Regions from separate parts of the Mus musculus genome. Here all the other regions are linked to region 1. Evidence: chromatin contacts called from public HiChIP or PLAC-seq data. All regions are on one chromosome and are shown on one strand. The core of a region is the stretch at or near the end of the contact, and the rest is flanking DNA. Distances in the headings are between cores, read along the strand shown.

Region 1 (4,664 bases), core at 2,073-4,572:
AATTTCTGTTCGAGAGTCAACTACCAGGGCACCTCCTTCTTTCAACACTGTGGGGGTGGCCTCCTTCCAGTGGTCCCATTGGAAGCCAGAAGGTGCATAGGGTAGAGGTGTTCCTTCGGAAAGCATCCCAGGATCTCTGGCCTTGGGCTTGAGTGTCATTGAGAAACTGGTGTGGAGGATGCTGGAGCCAGGGGAGCCTGAAGTCAGCGTAGACTTGAGCTAGGAGGAGTCATGTCCGCTTGGTCTTCCCACCTCTACCCCACAAAAGACAGGCGCCATTCCTATGTCCACTTCTGGATCAGCGGAGGAAGTTGCACTTCTTCTTTGAGTCCCCAGGGGGCAAAAGATATTTATGAAATAAATGGTAATTTGTGTAAATAAGCTTTAAGGTTCCCAGAGGATACAAATTCGTATTAATTTATTCGAAGGTGTACATTGCTGTGTACATATATTTAGAGATTAACTCATAGCATTTAATTTTTTTTTCATTTTACATGAGCATCTATATTGTACAGGGCCCCAGGATCCTTGGCTGCTGGGGAAGGGGAGGCACCGAACCCCAGGGAAGGCCCACCCTGCGGACCCCTCAGCCTCTGCACCCCGGTTTTGCCCGCCCGGCCCACGGGCCCCACCTCAGGTTTTCACTTTTTGCTCCAGAGGGAGAACGAAGCGAGAAAATAATAAAAACGCTATCATGCGATTTGACCCGCGCTGTGCGCTCTGTGGGCCGCGCGGGGCTGGGGCTCTGAAGAAGGGACTGAGGCGGGGACACGGGCGCCCCTTTCTGGCCCTCAGCTGCACCTCGGCGATGGCGGCCCGGCAGCCCGGCCTCGAGCAGATCCGCGAGGCTCCGAGGCGCCGACGTCGGCGCCCGGCTCAGGCCAGGCCTGGAGGCGCCACTCCGCTCCGCAGCCCCCGCGACCCAGGCCCGCGGCCCGGGCTCCCCCTGCTGGCCACTCTGTGTGACCGCAGCTCCTGCCACTCCCCGCACCTAGTCACAGGATTAACGCAAAACGCACAGAGTGGCCTGGACTCCCGACTCCCTTTCTAGGACACTGTGGACCTGCTCCTCACCCCTCCTTTCAACCTTCCTGGGTACATGATCTGGGAAACGGGGCCCTGCTCTCTTCTCTTTCTCCTTTCGTGTGTGTGTGTGTGTGTGTGTGTGTGTGTGTGTGTGTGTGTGTGTGTGTGTGTGTTGGGGAGGAGGTAGTGGCCAACTTTCTTCAGTACCACCAACTCCAGAATTCTGTCCCATCACTCTGCCTTCTGGAATCACTCGGTGCTTGGGGTGCTGGGAAAATCTGGCCTAAAAATCCCTCCTTACAGCTTGTTTATCTTCGATCCCCTCCTTGCATCAACTTGCTGGCGACTTTCAAGGGAGTCCCACTGTGTCCCACTGGCCCCATTGGGCTGGTGCTTCCCTAAGACCCCCTCTGTTAAGGAGAGCTCCCATCCACGCCGCTCCAGAAGGCCACAGCTAGTAACCTCATCCAGCTGGCAGGTGCCTCCGGGAGCTGATTACATGTCTCTGGATTTGTGGTCGTTGAGCACCCCGTCTTCATCCCTTTAAGTCCAGGAGGTTTTGACGTCCAACCCCAAAAGATTGCCTTGTTAGACATTGTGAACCTCTGGGGCGTGTATGACTTTCCACTCGCCCGGGGACATCAGCAATGATTTGAAGGGCAGAGTGAAGATGTAGGTAGACTTGAAAGTTTCAGGAACTCCTAATGCTCCGAACACCTTCCTGGGCTGACACACTTACAAGGAAAAAACTTTGTCCAACTCCTCTGAGACAGGGCTGCCTCAAGTTTCCCTGGGTAGAGAGTGTGGAGTGTGCGCGCGCGTGCGTGTGCGTGCCTGTGTGTAGATGGTCTCATCCCAACCGTAGGTGAGCTATGGCTCCCCTGTTCTGCTCCGCCTGGACTGATTAGGCAATGTGGTTCACGAACCAAGCAGGAACAAGGAAAGTCCCTCCCTACTTCGCATAGAGTCTCTCCCTATCTCTACGTTTATTTGAGGTCACTTTGGGTTGAAACTCCCCGTAAAAAATAAAAATAAAAAATCCCAAAGCAACGTGTGCACTGGCATCTTGCTGCCTCTCGCTTTCAACCAGGAAAGAATGCCGAGAGTTTGGCTGTGGGGCCCCCTCGGCCTGCGGACACCAGGGGGCAGCACACGCGGTGGTGGGCAGGGCCGCAGCAACTCGGGTCTGGTGTTATTTCCGAGCCTGCAGCGCGGCTTGGAGAATCCTCCCGCTCCCCTGCTTTCGGCCGTACACACCCCCCTCCCGGGATTGCCACTACAGTGCTCCGCTGGGCCCCAGCTGCAAGGCCAAGTGCGGCTTGGGGAATCCTGCAGCTGACGGGCTGGGCCTTGTCCCAGACAAAGGCCTGGCCACTCCCAGGCCCAATTAAGCCACCAGCCTTCCCAGCCTTCCAGTCTTCATTGTCTCTGGGGGTCGCCAATTAGCTCAAGCGCCCGTGTACCCGCTGCCTTAACCCTTCAGGACCTGCCCAACCAGGGCCATTGGATGGCAAATCCGTCAGCAGAGAGGAGTGTGTGAGCGATGGGTATCGAGGGGCTTCTGAGGTCTGTTAAGTGGGTGACCAAGGGGCCTCTGAGGTCTGTTAAGTGGGTGACCAAGGGGCCTCTGAGGTCTGTTAAGTGGGTGACCAAGCGTGTCGCCAAGAGACTCAATGGGGAGTGTGGGGTCTTAGAGAACTGTGCTGGTTTAGGACTGGGTGTGATAACACCCGAGAACTCGAAGATTCAGCATTTGGAGCCTTCGTGAGACCCCTAGCAGCGCAACTGAATAGATTCCGAGATGTTGGACACTGCATTTTCCACGCGGTTAATCCGAGGCTTCCGAACCCTCGAGCCATTTCTTCCTTCCAAACTTCCCGCTGCGGTGCAGAGCTTCTGAGCCTCGGCAGAAGGCCCTGTCCTCCTGGAGGGCGTTGAACCGGGTTCAGCCTCCCCAGCCCACTGTGGATTCACTGACGCGGGGAGGAGCACGCCGCGGCGCGACAGCGATCCCGTCCCGCCTGAGCTCGGGCCCCGCCCCGCCTGGGCTCTGGCCCCGCCCCCCGCTTCTCTAGGTGAAGGCCGCCGCGGAGGGAACGGTTTGGGAGAGATCAGAATTGCAACTCTGAGCCCTCCTTCCTACCTTGGGAGCGACCCTAAATCCAACTTCGTTTCCTTTTCCCATTCTCCTTCCGCCTCTCCGCCCTTGACCGAGAAGTTTGGAACACTCTCCCGGTAGGCTGAGTCCAGCCAACGATCAAGAGTCAGCGGGGAGAACGACCCCGTGCGTTGGAGGGGGCTGGGCGCTCCGGGTGATCTCAGGGCATTGTGTCGCGTCCTCTGGAGAGCAGACAAGTTACCCACCAGGGAAAGTGTTGGTGCCCGGATGACTGTTTTCCCCTCCGAGTTTCTTTTAGGCTCCCTTGGGGTGCGTGTCTGTCCATCGGGTTTGATGGGCTAAGGACCCCGAACTCACTTGGCTGCTCCGGACTCGGGAGCCTTCCCAGGTCCCAGGCCTCAGGAACTCCCCACGTTCCCACGAGATGGCGCTCCAGGACAGGGCCCGGTCAAGCAGCCGGCCAGCACTCCCTGCCAGAGCCCAAGGTGCAGTGAGTCCAGAGAAATGGGCACGGAGAGGGATCTCAGATCCACTGTAGGTCCAGGCCCAGGGACTTGAGTGGGCTGCCGACTGCGGGCACCGACGAGGGAGCTCAAAACTTAATGTGGGTTTTTCTCTTGGAGCTGCCCTGCAGTGCCAGCTCCTAGAAGCTATGGTCTTCGATGTGCCTGGCTGGACTCAGATTCTTCTTGGGACAGGGAAGGCGCTTGCCTCTGGCTTTCCTGGCCTCTTGGAAACACAGTCAGGGCTGGGATCTATGAGCACTGGAAAACACGCCTCTGGCCCTTTTGGAGTGTGAAGCTCCACTGAACCATGCAAGCTTGGGTGTAAGTGTTGGCTAAGACATTCCTCAGCTCCTACCTCCACCTCCTCAGCTCCTCAAGGTCACACGAAGAGACTGTTAGGTATGCACCAGGGACCAGTGCACTTGAGGACCAAGGGTTAAATCTTACAAGACAACCAAAGGTCTTGAGGAGGCTTTGGGTCTTCAGTAGTTCCCGAAGATGCTAAGTAAGAAGGACTCAGAAGTGAGCCACCAGAGTTTGAGTCAGGTTTGAGTCGGATGCTCGTGGGTAAAGAGGGGAAACCTGATCACTAACAAATGGCACACTCAGAGTGGGGAAAATTTGGGGGAGCTAAGTACCAAAGATGCCAGCAGCTCGACAAACGGGCAGAATAAGTCTACATACGCTTTTTAAGAGCACACGGATAGAAACCTGCCCAGTTCCCATCAGTCTTGCATCTCTTCCTTAGCCAGCAACTTGTTGCCTCCCCCCAGCCAGAGTCTCGGCACCTTCAAGGCATACCAGAGGATAGGATGAGACCTTTGGTAATCTAACAGTCACTTGATGCCCATCTATTGCAAAGCAGATGTTCAGTAGGAAAACTGAATGAGAAGTTCAAAGCCAACCTTTGCCTCTAGCCATGAGATCCTGAACAGTACGACTCTCTTTTCTGAGCTCCAGGATCCCGGTTGGCAAAGTAAATGGTGTGGACCAAACCCAAAGTGATATGTGAG
Region 2 (4,225 bases), core at 793-3,292, 540 kb after region 1:
AAAAAAAAGTAAAAGTTTAAAAAGTCAAAGAAAGTTCTACCTAAAGTCCCCGAGGGAACCCTTTGTCAGCCATTTTCATATACGTGGGCTAAATTGCACACCAAAATTGCACGGTCATGTGCACAGTGGAAACTGCATGGGGTTGAGTACCTGACAGACCTAGCTGAGATTCCAAACGACTGGCTAGGATCAGCTATGTAACTTTGCACAGAGTATTTAGCTACTCAGAATCTCACTTTCCTTGGCTATAAAATGAAGTTAATATCTATTGGAAAGGATCCCTGTAGAAGTTAATATAAATCTCACTGCACAAGCACATTGACGCTAATCACAGTTTCTACTGATTTCTTTCCTCCTTTCTTCTCCTTGTTTGTTTGTTTGGACAGTCTCACTGTGTATCACAGGCTAGCCTACCCTCACATTCTGGATCCTCCTCTCTCCTTGCCAAACTGAGATTGCCTGCTTGAGCCAACATAACCACTTCTGCTGGTCTCCAATGGAAAGGACTAGATTTTATTTATCATGAGGTTTCTTCTTTCTAGCAATTTGTGCTTTTGAGACGCATCTTGAATGCTGTCATGATCCTAGATGTTCTTATCAGACCACAGAAGGATTGGTAATTACAGTGTGCGGGGCAGAATAATTGCTTCCCTAAAAGATGTGTGTCCTAATCCAAGGTAATCGGTGAATATATTATGTTACAAAGGGGATTTTACAGATGTAATTAAGGCTAAGGGACGTTGCAAGATTATTCTGGAATCCCCACAGAGAACCTTTGCCAGCTGACATCAGTTGGAGGGAGAAGGGACCATGAAAGAGGGTCAGATATGTAACACAAACAAGGCGCAGCATGCTGGCTTTGGAAGTGAAGGAGGGAGCCAGAAGCCTGTAGAAGCTGAGAAAAAGTGAGGCGCCTTCCCTAGAGCTTCCAGAAAAAGCAAGCAGCTCTGATGATACCTTGGTTTGAACCCAGTCAGGTCTGTATCCAACTCCTACCCCACTAACTACAAGATAATGAATTTGTGCCATTTAGGCAAGTCAACATATGGTAACTTGTTAAAGCAGCAATAGTAAATAAAGAGATTTAGATACCAAAAAGGACTCAAGACTGTCAGGGAACTTACAGCTTGGTGGGTTGTCATTAAGTAATTAATAATGCACAGAAGTCTAGAAGTTAACATCGGTAATGATGAAGATGGTCAATCTTCATAATATCCCCTAAAATTATTCTAAAGTAATATTTAATTTTTCTTACTAATGTTTAATTTAAAGATGAAGGTACAATAGAGCAAATTTGTTTGCTTTTGCTTCAGCAGGATAAAAATTCCACTGAAACAGAGATAAATATAGTATGTTACGGCCAGGAGTAGTGATGTATGTCTTTAATGCCGGCATTTGGGAGGTAGAAACAGGATACTTGTGAGTCTGAGGTGAGCCTGTTCTACATAGCAAGCTCCAGGCTAGCCAGGGTGCAGAGTGAGATCCTATCTTGAAAAGAAAATCATTTTTTTCTTTTTCTTTTTTCTCTTTGTTTTGTTTTGTTTTAAAGATAGGGTCTCACTACATAGCTCTGGCGCTCTGGCTGTCCTGGAACTCATCGCAGACCAGTAAACTAGGCTGACTTCAAACTCATAGAGATCCGCCTGCCTCTGCCTCCCGAGTGCCGGGATTAAAAGCATGCACTACTATGCCCAGCTTAAATATAATTAAAATAAAGTTTATTTATATAGGGGGTCTAGGTTGAGTCTAAGGTGGTATCTCCACTTTGAATAAAAACATGTCTAAGTTTCCACACAGCTTGACTGCCAGTCTGCTGAAAGGGGTGATGACTTCACGAGCTAAGTAATACTAATTGATCTTCCAGAGCTGAGATGACCAACAAGTGCCAGTTCATCAGGTTAGCCTCAGGGAGTTTTATTGTAAGAGTCCATGTTCACAGGACCCTAGGGAAGACAGGCTACTAGAGTCAGGAAGCGCTGAGTAGGAAGGAAGCTCTGGCCTCAAGGAATGAGTTCCGAGGTGACTCAGTCCTCCCTTGTGCCTGCCATGCCTTCTGCTCACTACTGCCTAGCTCTCGTGTCATTTACACTGTGGGTATTTTTACACACTGTTGGCTCTGCTTATTCATAACTTGGCTTACTCATAACCTGACTCAGTCAGACCTTTGATTCATTACATTCCTCTCCTGATATTTCCAACTTCTCTCTACTCCACCGATTGCCAGCTTTAGTCAGGGATTTTTTTTTCCTTTCATTGAAAATTAGCCATTGAGCACCTACTGGGTGCACCCGTGTGCCTTCTTCTCCAGTCAGAGAAAGAAAGATGTCAGCTGAATAATTACGAAATCGACTCAAGCACATTCTGACTTACTACGTGTGCTTGTTCGCGTGAGGCTCGTGGATAAGTTGTTCAGTGCTTTCTGCACTAGCTGCCCTCAGGAACACGAGTAACAGGTTGTCCCATTTAACACCACATGACCCTCCCCATCTCCTGAGGTCAAGGCAGCTGATTAAACTAAGGATTGGCACTTGACCAAGAACTATTAATACATTGGTTGGCCAGCAACCAGCAGTTTAACTCTAATAAACTTCCCTTACAAGAAAGGGATTATAATGATACATGGCATACATTCTATAAAAATGATACCTTTACCATGATGGGGTGGGGTAAACCTTATACTTCAGAGAAGCCTTCCATCCACTGTGGAAGAGAAAGCTAGAGGCTACTTGTTTGATTCAGGAGCTCTGAGTACAGGACAGGGCAGGGAGTGAACAGGGCTGGCTTTGAGCAGATCACAGGTCCTTCATGGATCACTTAAATGATAGCCAGAGTAAGGATTAGGGAACCTGTGTGAAGTTCCTTTGTGCAAAAGAATCAGTATCCGTAGCCCTGGGTAGGAATAAATGATCATCTTCAAGAGGATTGTTTCTCAGGGATTCTATGGGACGGTCCTTGGTCTGGGTCCAAGTGCATAGATTTCAACACAGCACTGGCTCCTTATGCCAGGCTTTAGATCATCTTGTTTATTTAGGCAGTACTCAATGAAGTATTTTAGAGAAGCCATTCAAAATCATCACCACATAATACTAGCCTAGAACCTTGAGTCACTCCCTTCCACCCCCACTGCCATCCCCACTGGAAGCCAAAGACATAGTTTACTATGTCAATGAAGGTCAGACTGAAGGGCAGTCCCTCACACTTCTAATCGTTAAGCCATCGACAGGATGATAGCATGACTCAGTTCTTTACATGTTTTGTGCAGTGTTACTACCAGTGAGGCAAGAGGAGGTAAGGCTACGGGATCTTGAATTAGTAATAGCTTTCTCTTTGAGCCAGACTGACTAAAGGGCTGGTGGTTCTTGGGAATTTGTGTTTTCTGGGTTTTGGAACAGGATGTTGGCACATTTGTTCTGTTGTCTGAAGAGAGCCTTCATTTGGAAATAAAAACACACAGAGAACTGAATTTCCCCTGGGACCATCTGGTCGTGTGACTTGGAAAGGAGTATTCAGTATTGGCCCAGGGTTACTTGAGGTTATGGAAGTTTGTGTAGACCCTAGTCGTAGGGCTGGAGCACAGAAACCCAGGAGCTGGACATCTGCATGCACAGCAAGACAACACCAGACAAGTTGGATGTGGTAGTGTTCATGATGGAAGCCCTGGGGTTAGAGAGGCACAAAGTCTTTCAAGATTAGAAGACCTCTAGCTTCTAGAGATTACCAGTCTCAGGGGCTGTGGAGATGGTTCAATCAGTAAAGGGATTGCCTTGCAAGCAGGAGGACCCAAGATCAAACCCCACAACCTACATGAAAATGTCAGTGTGGTAGCATGTGCTTATAATTCTAGTGATGGGCGGGTGGAGGCAGGAGGATACCTGGAACACAATGGCCAGCTACCCAATCCTAGTAAGTGGGAATGACCCTGTCTCAAAGGGGGAATGACACTCAGCACTCCTAAAGAGATCTCTCTCTCTCCCTCTCCCTCTCCCTCTCCCTCTCTCTCTCTTTCTTTCTCTCTCTCTATCTCTCTCTCTCTCTCTCTCTCTCTCTCTCTCTCGCACGTGCACGCGCGCAGACACACACACAGAGCCACTGGCTTGCCCCATCTCTGCTGTGTACTCTTTAGAGGTCATTTGGCTCAGCTTCCTCAAACACTAGAAAAAATACCAAGGCCCTGAGAGGACAACTAATCTTGTCCAGTTCAATGCATAGTGAAGCAAGAACAGGA
Region 3 (4,907 bases), core at 2,197-4,696, 740 kb after region 1:
AAAATAAATAAGTAAATAAACAAGCAAACAAACAAACAAATAAAAATTTCATTGTTAATTTGGGCATTGCTTTTCAAGTATGGCCAGGTAACAAATTGTTAGTCCCTGTAAAGAAAAAAACATAAACCAACCAGCCAACCAAAAGCCAACAAAGGACAACCTTTCCAAAATCCATGAGGCAAGGTGACTTTTCATTTTTATTTATTTAGTTATGACTGTGACGACTACCCCAATTTCCTAGGAAGTTTTCTCTTGATACTGCTGCTGTTGTACCAAGGTATAAGGGCTCCAAGTCTCACAAGACATAAGGACCACAATTTTTGACTGCAAACCATGATGCTGGGTAATGTTTGAATGAAAACATTTGATATGGATGGTCAGATGAAAGATACCAAAATGTCAGACAGCCCATCGACTGCTGTTGCCATGAGATTCAACAGTCAACATCAGTCTGATAAGCTATCCGACAAGGTGGTACAGCCATGCGATGTCACGACCACGACAGGGGGCAAGCACGAGGTGCTCAGGCAGGGTTTAAAGCAAAGCAAACATCTCTGGTTTGCTGGGGCTTAATGCCAATTCTAGGAAAGAAAGCTGTTTATTTTCCTACCAGGCAAAACAAAATGAACAGGGTCAATCAAAAAAATGTCAAAGGAAAATCACATTGAAATAAAACACAGAAATCACACAGAGAAGTAAGCTTCCACCTGTTAAAGCCGGAGTACAAACAGCTAAAACTAACATGAACATGAAAAAGCCTTTCTTGCTAGTGTCCTCTGATTTATACATCACCACTTCTTGTTTTTATAAAGTAAGAGATTCCCACTCTAGGTGAACCTCATAGTCCCGCTTAGATCTCCAGCCCAACAACAAAACACCTTGGAGGTAGCTCTCTCAGGCAATACATAAAAGCCTGGGCAATTCTGGTTTAAGTCTAATTGGCAAGGCTGCCACTCGCTTTGTAGAAGTGAAAAAGAAACAAAAAACCATAGCACTAAAGAAAACGGACACAATTTCGGAATGATCAAAGATGTCTTTATAAAGTTTTTCACGACTTCATTCTAAATATACAGAATAAAAAATGGCGTACTCATTTGTGAGACACCAACCAGATTTTCCTTATACTGTTTCAAAATTTAAAGATCAATTTCCCCAGAGGGTGTGCAATGCGTCATAAAATGGCCTTTTTGAGGGTGGGAAAGGAAGGCATATTAAATTGTTCCATGATAGACATGCAAGATTGCTATCCAATATATATAACTTATATACATTTGGTGACTTAGAAAAAAACAATCATTTGTGACAAGCCTAAAAAGCCTGACATATTTAACATACTTCAGAAGGTTCTGTGTGGCCCTGTGAAGGTATCAGAAGGCCAGTTTTTGTTAAGTTTGCAGCAGAACATCACATCCACCCTAAAGAATACGACGTGGATTGAACTGAGGGTGTAGACACCTTACCTTAACAAATAAAGTATGTCAGTGTAACATATGGACTAAACTGCTTTCAGGAAGAATGTTTTAAAAATCAACACAGGTTGGAAACGGGGACCTTCCTTCCTGGTTAGAGCCCTCCCAGTGTAAGGCAGGACTCCACCATGTTAACTTCTGCAGATAAAAACTCTCTGCTTATTTAGTTTTCTCCTCTGAGTTCAAGCGCTGCTGGATTCGTTTGGCATAGTTTTGTGCCATGGAGTTAATAATAGACAGGACAAAGTAACACACCATTGCAACCACCAGCTTCTCAAACATCCAGGATAACCAGTTTTCTCCCTGTAGGAAAGAAAGCAGAACAATTCAAGAAAAAGGGTTTCCTCGGTTCAACACTAAGGAGATTATTTGCAACACTTCAAGGGAAACAATGAGAACTTGAGGCTTGCCTATTATACCCAAACAACTAAAAACCGGTCTCTAGGTAGGCTGAAATCCACATTCAGGCCAAGCTTTTCCACACTAGGTTGTCAGTTCAAGCTGTGGGATGGATAGCTGATGCTAACCTGTATGGCTTAGGGAGGGATGGGAGGGTGGGCTGTCCTTTTACACTGTGACAGAGTGGTCTGGTTAGAGTCTATACTTTCTCTACAGCCTTGCAGACCTTGCTTGGAAGGGGAAGAGGACCTAAACTCTGAGAGCTGCTTTTAGAACATAAATGTGAGCCCTCTTTGGCCACAGCGGCAAAGAGCTATTTGAAGTCTAAAGCCAAGGGAAAGCGGCTGCTCTCCCCCAGGCTCCCTGTTCAGGGTGCTGCCTACACATCTGCTGGTTCTTTCCTCTGCCTCAGGAACTGAAGGCAAAACGGCCAGGCAGTTTATTCAAGTTAAAAGTTCAGCTGTGGTAAAAGCCTTGCTTTATTTAAAAGAAAAAAGAAAGAAAGAAAGAAAGAAAGAAAGAAAGAAAGAAAGAAAGAAAGAAAGAAAGAAAGAGAGGAAGGAAGGAAGAAAGGAAAAGAAGAAAAGAAAAGAAAAGAAAAGAAAAGAAAAGAAAAAAGAAAGAAAGAAAGAAAAGAAAAGCAAGCAAGCAGTTGCTTTCCTACAGCAGAAATGAAAGGGGATAACCATTTTACCTACTGCTTGGTGATGGTGCACGTGTTAACTTTTTAACCTAGCCTGGAAATGTATGTAATAACTCATGTAAGATCAAGACAGCATCACACACAACAGAATCCTGTCTTCCATTACCCCATCCTTGTTTCTGAAAAGCCACTAGACATAGACCAATAAACTCCCTCAGCCACCCCATCTAAAACCCGGAGAGCTCCGGATCTAGTTTGAGCCTGCTGATGCCTGCCGAGGGGGGAGAAGCAGGAGGGATCCTCACCTGCGGTGTGCCCGCTTCACTTCTGTGATGAAGCTTCTGCCGCTGCGCCTCCAGGTACTCTTGAAAAGGCTTCTGCAGAGACGGACCTATGCCGGGGACAGCACTGGAGGCAGGTACCAAAGGAAAGACACATTTGGGAAGAAAAGCAAGAGAAATGTTAAAGGAAATCTACTTACCCTTCAGATTAAAAAAAAAAAAAAAAAAAGAAAAGAAGGGCGGCAAGGACTTCATAAAAAGGACAAAATTCAACAATCAGGGTCACAGCAATCCTGTGAAGCTTGGATAGTGATAAAATTCCTCCTGAACTCCTTAGAGGTCTCGCCAGCAGTAATGCATTTGGGAGAAAGTAGGAGAGAGCTCAGAGCCACTGCTATGTCAGGAGGGCGAGGCTAGTGCAGCTGAGACTGCACACTGCTGTGGCACAAAGAATAAAATGAATGACTTCTGAGAAGTCCCACATTTATCACCACTAGTTCCTGTAAGAACTGGTTTAAACCGATTAATAAGGAAATGACTTATGCTTGTGTCATCTCTAGTTAAAAAAGAAACTGCCCTCCCTCTCTCTGACTGTCCCGTCTTCTCAGGGGGATGGGGTGGGTGGGAGGTGCTTTCTCAATCTAAGTCCTTATTAGGACAACCCCTGCGTCATCCTTATCCAAAAAGAATGCATTAGCACATTGGGGAGGCACCTCCCCCCAGCCAGAAGTCAGTGATTAACAAAGGAACAGAGAGGAACTGCGGACCCTGAATCATTTCATGGCTTATGATGGATGTTTGCCCAGAAACTCCTGTACATTACTAAACAGCTTGTTCCAAGATGTCTGGATAGCTATCTCTGATAAGGCTCTGGACCAACCAAGGTCCCCAGAGTTCGTAGAGCTAGGGCTGTAAAACCGGTCTGGCAACTGAAGCTACCAGGCTCCGGTCCCCCGCCACCCCTCCTTTTCTTTTGATAGCTAACAGGTTGTGTTAAACGGTACTGTGGGGCAACTTTGAAAAGTAAACACCCTTACTTCCTGTACCCTTTATTTTCTCATCTGTCTTATTTGCTACAAGGCAAATAAGCCCGTACTTTTCCTAGGGCCAGAAAAAGTATAGCAGGCACATGTGCGCAGTGCCCAGTGCTACCCCGAAAGCGTACTGACACCAGTGAACGATTTCCTCACCCCCCCCCAAGCAGAATAATAAGAGAAGACTCTTTTTTGCTACTATATTTGCCAGCCAGCAACAACTTCCCAACTGCTAGCCATTCTTTTTCTTTTGTACTATTATTACCTATCAGTCTTTTACCTAGTAATATCTTTAACGTTTAATGGAGTCCCTACTTTGTGTCCACACTATAAAATAGAAAAGCAAAATGCAGCTGGGCATATTAGCACACTCAAGTAGTCCCAGCTCTCATGAGACAGGCAGGTGAGTCTCTGTGAGTTAAGAGGTCTTTTGTAGGGACAGTTAGGACAGCCAGAGCTACACGGAGACCTTGCCACAAAACCAAACAGGAGAAAGTACAATCCTAGAGACTCAATGTAGAAAATAAACGCTAAGAGAACTGGGAGGGGAAGGAGAGATGACTGAGGGATGGTGATTATAGCCTAAACAGACAAGCTTTGAGGGCGAGGCAATGCAGTCCGACTGCCGACTGCCAACCGCAGACCTACAATGGCAAACAGTGAGGCAGTGCAGTCCCAGGTGGGACTCGCTCTCAGTAGGTGGACATCTCCTTAGGAGCTTAAGCAACTCTTCCTTATAGTACAGGCAGGAAGGCAATTAGTCTCTCCATTTACACTAGGAATATATTCTCTAGATAACAAAACAATTCCAGCAAAGTGTGTGGACAGATACACTGCCTTTGACTGCACCACTGTACCCAGAGGACAACGTCTGGTTCTTCCCTCCTACATGTGGGTCCTGGGAACCTAACTCAGCTTGTTAAGCATCCTTACCTGCAGAGCCACCTCACAGGTCCCCACAAAGTATTCTTACACCAGAGATTTTGAATGAAAAAAAAAAAATTAAAGCTACTACAACAAGTGCTTTTAACCACTGTGTCAGCTTTCTTTTTTTTTTTTAAAGATTTATTTATTATTACAC
Region 4 (4,426 bases), core at 1,621-4,120, 700 kb after region 1:
GTTGTCCTCTGACCCCTACACACGTGCTATTGCACACCTCCCCCATCAAAATAAATAAATATGGAAGAAAAAAAGTCCATGTGCAAGCTGGATTTGGGGATGTAAACCTATATCACTCAGGAGACAGAGGCAAGAGGATCAAGGAGAACCACACGGTGAAGGCTAGGATGATCAACACAGTGTAGGCCATCTCAATCAAATCTGTCCAGCTCAAGTCTTCAGGCTCAGAGCTTCCAATAGCCAAGTTTCTTTTGCCCACTGGGCTATCTCTGGTTGAAGACATTTAAATCTATACAATATAATCTGATGAACTCAGTCAGAGGAAACAGGTCTCTCTCTGGCTTAAGCCTCAGTTCCCTTACTTAGAAAGAACTGAGGCAATTCTGGCATGTACCAACGGATTACATAACAAACTAGAAGTTGTACATTCACCATAGGAGACATAAGATTTTCTAAGACTTCAGATTTTTACAACTTTTTTCCCCAGAGTAATCTAGACTCTCTTTAGGTAGCTGACCCAGCGCCATCTCAAGTCTTCCTTTATCCACCTTGAGACATTAGGACATCTCTTAGTAATATACTCAAGGTCTGGCAGTACACACCACTATATTCTTGGCACTCAAAAACCTGATGCAGAGGAATTTGCAAATGCAAAATCACATTTGAATTTGAAGCCACCGCCACCCGGCTACACAGTGACACAAGGTTTTGGGGGTTTTGTTTTTTGTTTTTTAAAAGGACACACTGAAGAGAAACATTTCAACTCTAAAAGTATCTTCTTCAAAATCCTCTTGGATTACTTCTGCTCTTCCTCCTAAATTCCTGCCCCTATGGTTGTGGTCACATTTCATCCTCTGATCCACTTTTCCTGTCCCCCTCCTCAACATCCTTTCAGAATCCTTCCTGCAAAACAAAAGCCCAAGAGTAGGCCAACACTCAAGCACCTACTGTTCCTGAAGCACACTGAGAGAGAGAAAAAGAAATAAGGCTCCATCCAGTTCATACCAAGAACTGTAATGCACTACTGTACTCTCCAAGGATGATAAACCCAGACTGAAAATTCCACCAGCAACTAATCACAGTACTCACAGAAGTGCTCCTTACCAGTTTTCTCTCTGGCTCTACTCCAAAACCACTGCCATATGGAACCAATATAACTGAACAGTGGATCACATTTATAATTAAAGTAATCCTGTGTGTGCTTCAAATTTAGAACTCACCACATCTGATTAAAAGGCTAAGTGGAATTCCACATGAAAACATGAAATTAAAAAGTGCGTGTAATACCCACATTTAGAACTCTGAAATTCTAACTGAGACTCACTTGATTATGAAAAGAATAATCTATGTGGGCCCACTTAATTTCCTAAAGTGTTCAAAGTCCTTTATACATAGCATTTCAATAGTTTGCCAGAAGGGCACAATTTATTCACTAAAGGAAAACTGGGGGTGAGAAGGAGACCCCATGTAAATACAGCAACTATCTAACATCAGCCATAAACCCATATTCTTCTACAGATGACTTAAAGACATTTAAAGTCACTAGGAGGTTATTACTGATGACATTTGTCCAAGATTGGTTATTTAGTTTGATGTATTTTTTTAACCCTTGGTGTAAAATATGTACGTTTCAGTAAGTATTACTGTAGAAAAAATGGTATACATAAATAACAAACTACTAGGACAGCAAAGGTAAAGCCAAGATGTGCACTAGAAAAGCGACTCTAAATTTAAACTTCAGCAAGGAAAACCCTCACACCACTATTCACAAGTCTCGGTTCAAGCAATTTATTTTTGGCGAGACAAATCACAGCTGTCAACGCTTTTTTTCCCACCCTACAATTACATAAATTATTCTGAAAAAAAAATATAGACATCTTCAACTTGAAGGGAATTAACTTACAAATGCCGTGTGTCGTTATGAATGGGGGTTTTTTTTTCCTTTAAAAAGTCACACGGAAGGGGGGTTAAAAATAAAAGGCAAACAAACAAACCCTGGAAGATGCAGCAGAGCCCCCTTGCTCCCGAAATAAAACTCCTGGTGGCTGTCACAGCAGTGCTACTCCCGACAGAAGTTTTCAGCTGTCACTTCTAACAGCTGAGCGCTTCCTAGGAGAGAAGCGACAGGCCGAGAAGAGAGGTGGTTGTGGGGAGTCTGAAGATTTAAGGCTTGCAATCTTACACTCCACAGGGAAACCCTTCCGCATCTCACCTGCACTAAGGGGGACACCCCAACAAGATCGGCCCTCCCCACCCCCAGCACACGCTCACACCACCCGGGCCGCACTCAAGCCCCACAGCTCCAGAAGCCGACCGCGCGCCTTTTCTCCTCGGCGCTCCAGAAACACATTGCTCCGGGGCAGCGCTCAGCTAGGGATCAGGGCGAGCCCTGCACCTGCGCGCCCCGCAGAGGCCTCACACCTAGGGCCAGGTCCGTCCGCCCGCCCGCCCGCTCCCCGACTCGGCCGCGCGGCGCCTCAGCTCCTCCCGGAGACCGCTCGCGTCCCCCCCGGGTCTCCACGCCCTCGGGCACACCAGGCTTCCCGGGCCCACGCCGCCACCCCGGCCCTGTCACCTCGCCGCTGCCCCCCCACCCCGCCGCCCATACCCCGGGGACCCCGGGCCTCACCCCCTCCTCCAGCTCATCCTCAGAGCCTGCATCTTCTGGCTGGTCCAGGTCTATGTCAAACACTCCTGCCATGTCCTCAGCTTCCCTGTGTCGGAAGTCAGGCGCTAGGTAAAAGCCGTCCCGCCTCCGTCGTCGCCTCATGGGCCCGGACCCGCCGCAGACTCCACGGCTGCTGCCGCCATCACCGGCTGCTTAAGCTCAATGCGTCTGCGCCTAGGCCCCAGACTGGCTCCTCAAGTTCAGCTCCGGCGCATGCGTACAAAGTCTTCTGAAGCCATACAGTGGGCAGCGGACATGCGTAGCATTAGCTCCCGGGGCCAGGTACTGGCAGGAGCATGCGCAGAACACCGTCCGAAGCCAAGCCGGGAAAGTACAGCTTGCGCGTTTCTGTCTAAGGCGTTTGCCGGACACGGAGCATGCGTACCATATCTGAAGTTGATAAATTGAAATTGAACATGCGTGATTAGCCTTCCTAAATAGAAGAAGGGAAACGAGGGTCGAAAAAAGACAAGCCCTCAGCAGAGCTCTTCGCATAAGGAGCGAGCGCATTTATTTGTTCTAAGTAGTTTTTTTTTTTAAAGTATTGAAAGTGAGCATGCGCGTAGTGAGAGGGTTGGTCTTCTGAAGTTTGAACCGAACTGAAACTGCCGGTCGCAGAGCTGTCAGTGAGTGTGGGGTTACCGGGGAGCTGATAGGGAAGAAAGGCAAAGAGAGACTCTTGTCTTTGCTATTTGCTAATTCAGTGGCTTGGAAAAGTTACATAACCCTTCGGTAACTCAATTTCCTTAACTGTAAAGTGAGAATAGAATTACCTACAATGCAGTCTTAGACGTTAAGTTGAAAATCTGGTTCACAAGCCTCTGCTCCTTTCCGGGGCTACATAGACTTGATGTGAAGCACTTATCAAAAATACTCTTTTTAAAATAGTCCCTGTTCTCCGAGAGGCTGAGGCAGAAGGATCATGTGTTTCAAGTCAGCCCAGACTAATTAGACAGTTTCAGGCGTAACTGGGCTACATAGAGAGATGTTGTCTAAAAACAAACAACGTCGTTTAAAAATAATAAAGATTTAGTTTCATATTTTATCTGGTCTTTCTCTAAGCTCCAACTTTGTTTTTCTTTCTTTTCTTTCCGAGACACGATCTCGCTATGTAGCTCTGGCTGTCCTGGAACGCACTGTGTAGGTGCAAACTCACAGAGATCGGTCTGCCTCAGCCTCCCAAGTGTTGTTGGGTTGAAAGGCTTGCACCACTATGCCTGGATCCAACTTTATGCTAGTTGGTTTGGTTTTTGGTTTTCAGAGACAGGATTTCTTTATGTGGCCCTGGCTGTCCTGGAACTCTCTGTGTCCTCAAACTCAGAGATCTGCCTACCTCTGTCTCTTGAGTACTGGAATTAAAGGTATAGCCACCATGACTGGGCTTATTGATCTTAACTGTGCTTTCCGGGCCAGAAGACGGTTGGTGAGAAAACAGAAAATTAATGTTATTGAATGTTCTATTGTTGAGCTAACTTCTGATGTCCATGTAGTGTGAAATGTATACAAAGAATTCCTTCAGGATCATATTTCCTTTAGATTATTTATGTGTGTGAGTATATATGCACATGTGTGTGAATGTGAGCACTTATGCAAATGCACAGGAGATGAGGGCATCCAGCTCTCTCTCTCTCTCTCCCTCTCTCTCTCTCTCTCTCTGAACTTGGGGCTGAGTTTTCTCAACCAAGTGGAAGCTATCCACAGTGGTCCTTCTGTCCGCACTGGACTTGCCTCTGTAACTACAGGCCTGCACAGGACTCC

The links. HiChIP or PLAC-seq counts read pairs in DNA pulled down with a chosen protein or histone mark.
Region 2: a contact with region 1 is called in a FOXA1 HiChIP or PLAC-seq map of pancreatic cancer cells. The contact joins two enhancer-like sites. A contact is called at or near these places in 1 of 39 promoter capture datasets (the C10 cell line), 4 of 484 Hi-C or Micro-C datasets (the G1E-ER4 cell line, the MNK3 cell line, the N1E-115 cell line and 1 more), 6 of 115 datasets of contacts at active chromatin or transcription factors (the NIH/3T3 cell line, T-cell acute lymphoblastic leukemia, embryonic fibroblasts and 3 more) and 1 of 9 other capture datasets (embryonic stem cells).
Region 3: a contact with region 1 is called in an H3K27ac HiChIP or PLAC-seq map of extraembryonic endoderm stem cells, with 4 times the contacts expected there. The contact joins two enhancer-like sites. A contact is called at or near these places in 3 of 115 datasets of contacts at active chromatin or transcription factors (embryonic stem cells, extraembryonic endoderm stem cells and pancreatic cancer cells).
Region 4: an HNF4G HiChIP or PLAC-seq map of pancreatic cancer cells shows a contact between it and region 1. The contact joins the promoter of Rps6kb1 here to the enhancer-like site in region 1. A contact is called at or near these places in 1 of 39 promoter capture datasets (pre-B cells), 1 of 15 datasets of contacts at CTCF or cohesin (pro-B cells), 1 of 484 Hi-C or Micro-C datasets (pro-B cells) and 1 of 115 datasets of contacts at active chromatin or transcription factors (pancreatic cancer cells).

What each region holds. Positions count from the first base shown.
Region 1 is chr11:85,841,244-85,845,907 of GRCm38.p6, forward strand. It overlaps Tbx2 (T-box 2), which reads left to right. Exons shown (of 7, transcript NM_009324.2): 7 at 1-705. Among named protein-coding and RNA genes, the nearest start is that of Tbx2, 11 kb to the left of the region's middle. Within about 2 kb of position 3,323, at least 171 of the 459 cell types and tissues checked have an H3K27ac peak or open chromatin away from gene starts, as enhancers often do. A contact at or near this core is called in embryonic fibroblasts, extraembryonic endoderm stem cells, pancreatic cancer cells and 1 more, where this site is marked.
Region 2 is chr11:86,378,564-86,382,788 of GRCm38.p6, forward strand. All of the region lies in intron 1 of Gm38937 (a long non-coding RNA gene), which reads right to left. Among named protein-coding and RNA genes, the nearest start is that of Gm38937, 3.4 kb to the right of the region's middle. Within about 2 kb of position 2,043, at least 81 of the 459 cell types and tissues checked have an H3K27ac peak or open chromatin away from gene starts, as enhancers often do. A contact at or near this core is called in embryonic fibroblasts and pancreatic cancer cells, where this site is marked.
Region 3 is chr11:86,583,680-86,588,586 of GRCm38.p6, forward strand. It overlaps Vmp1 (vacuole membrane protein 1), which reads right to left. Exons shown (of 12, transcript NM_029478.6): 11 at 2,817-2,919; 12 at 179-1,772. The coding sequence ends at 1,629. It overlaps Mir21a (microRNA 21a), which reads right to left and starts at 479; the gene lies at 388-479. RefSeq lists an enhancer at 2,517-4,150. Within about 2 kb of position 3,447, at least 277 of the 459 cell types and tissues checked have an H3K27ac peak or open chromatin away from gene starts, as enhancers often do. A contact at or near this core is called in extraembryonic endoderm stem cells, where this site is marked.
Region 4 is chr11:86,541,937-86,546,362 of GRCm38.p6, forward strand. Rps6kb1 (ribosomal protein S6 kinase, polypeptide 1) reads right to left here and starts at 2,871. Exons shown (of 15, transcript NM_001114334.2): 1 at 2,630-2,871. The coding sequence starts at 2,770. Tubd1 (tubulin, delta 1) reads left to right here and starts at 3,055. Exons shown (of 9, transcript NM_019756.3): 1 at 3,055-3,294.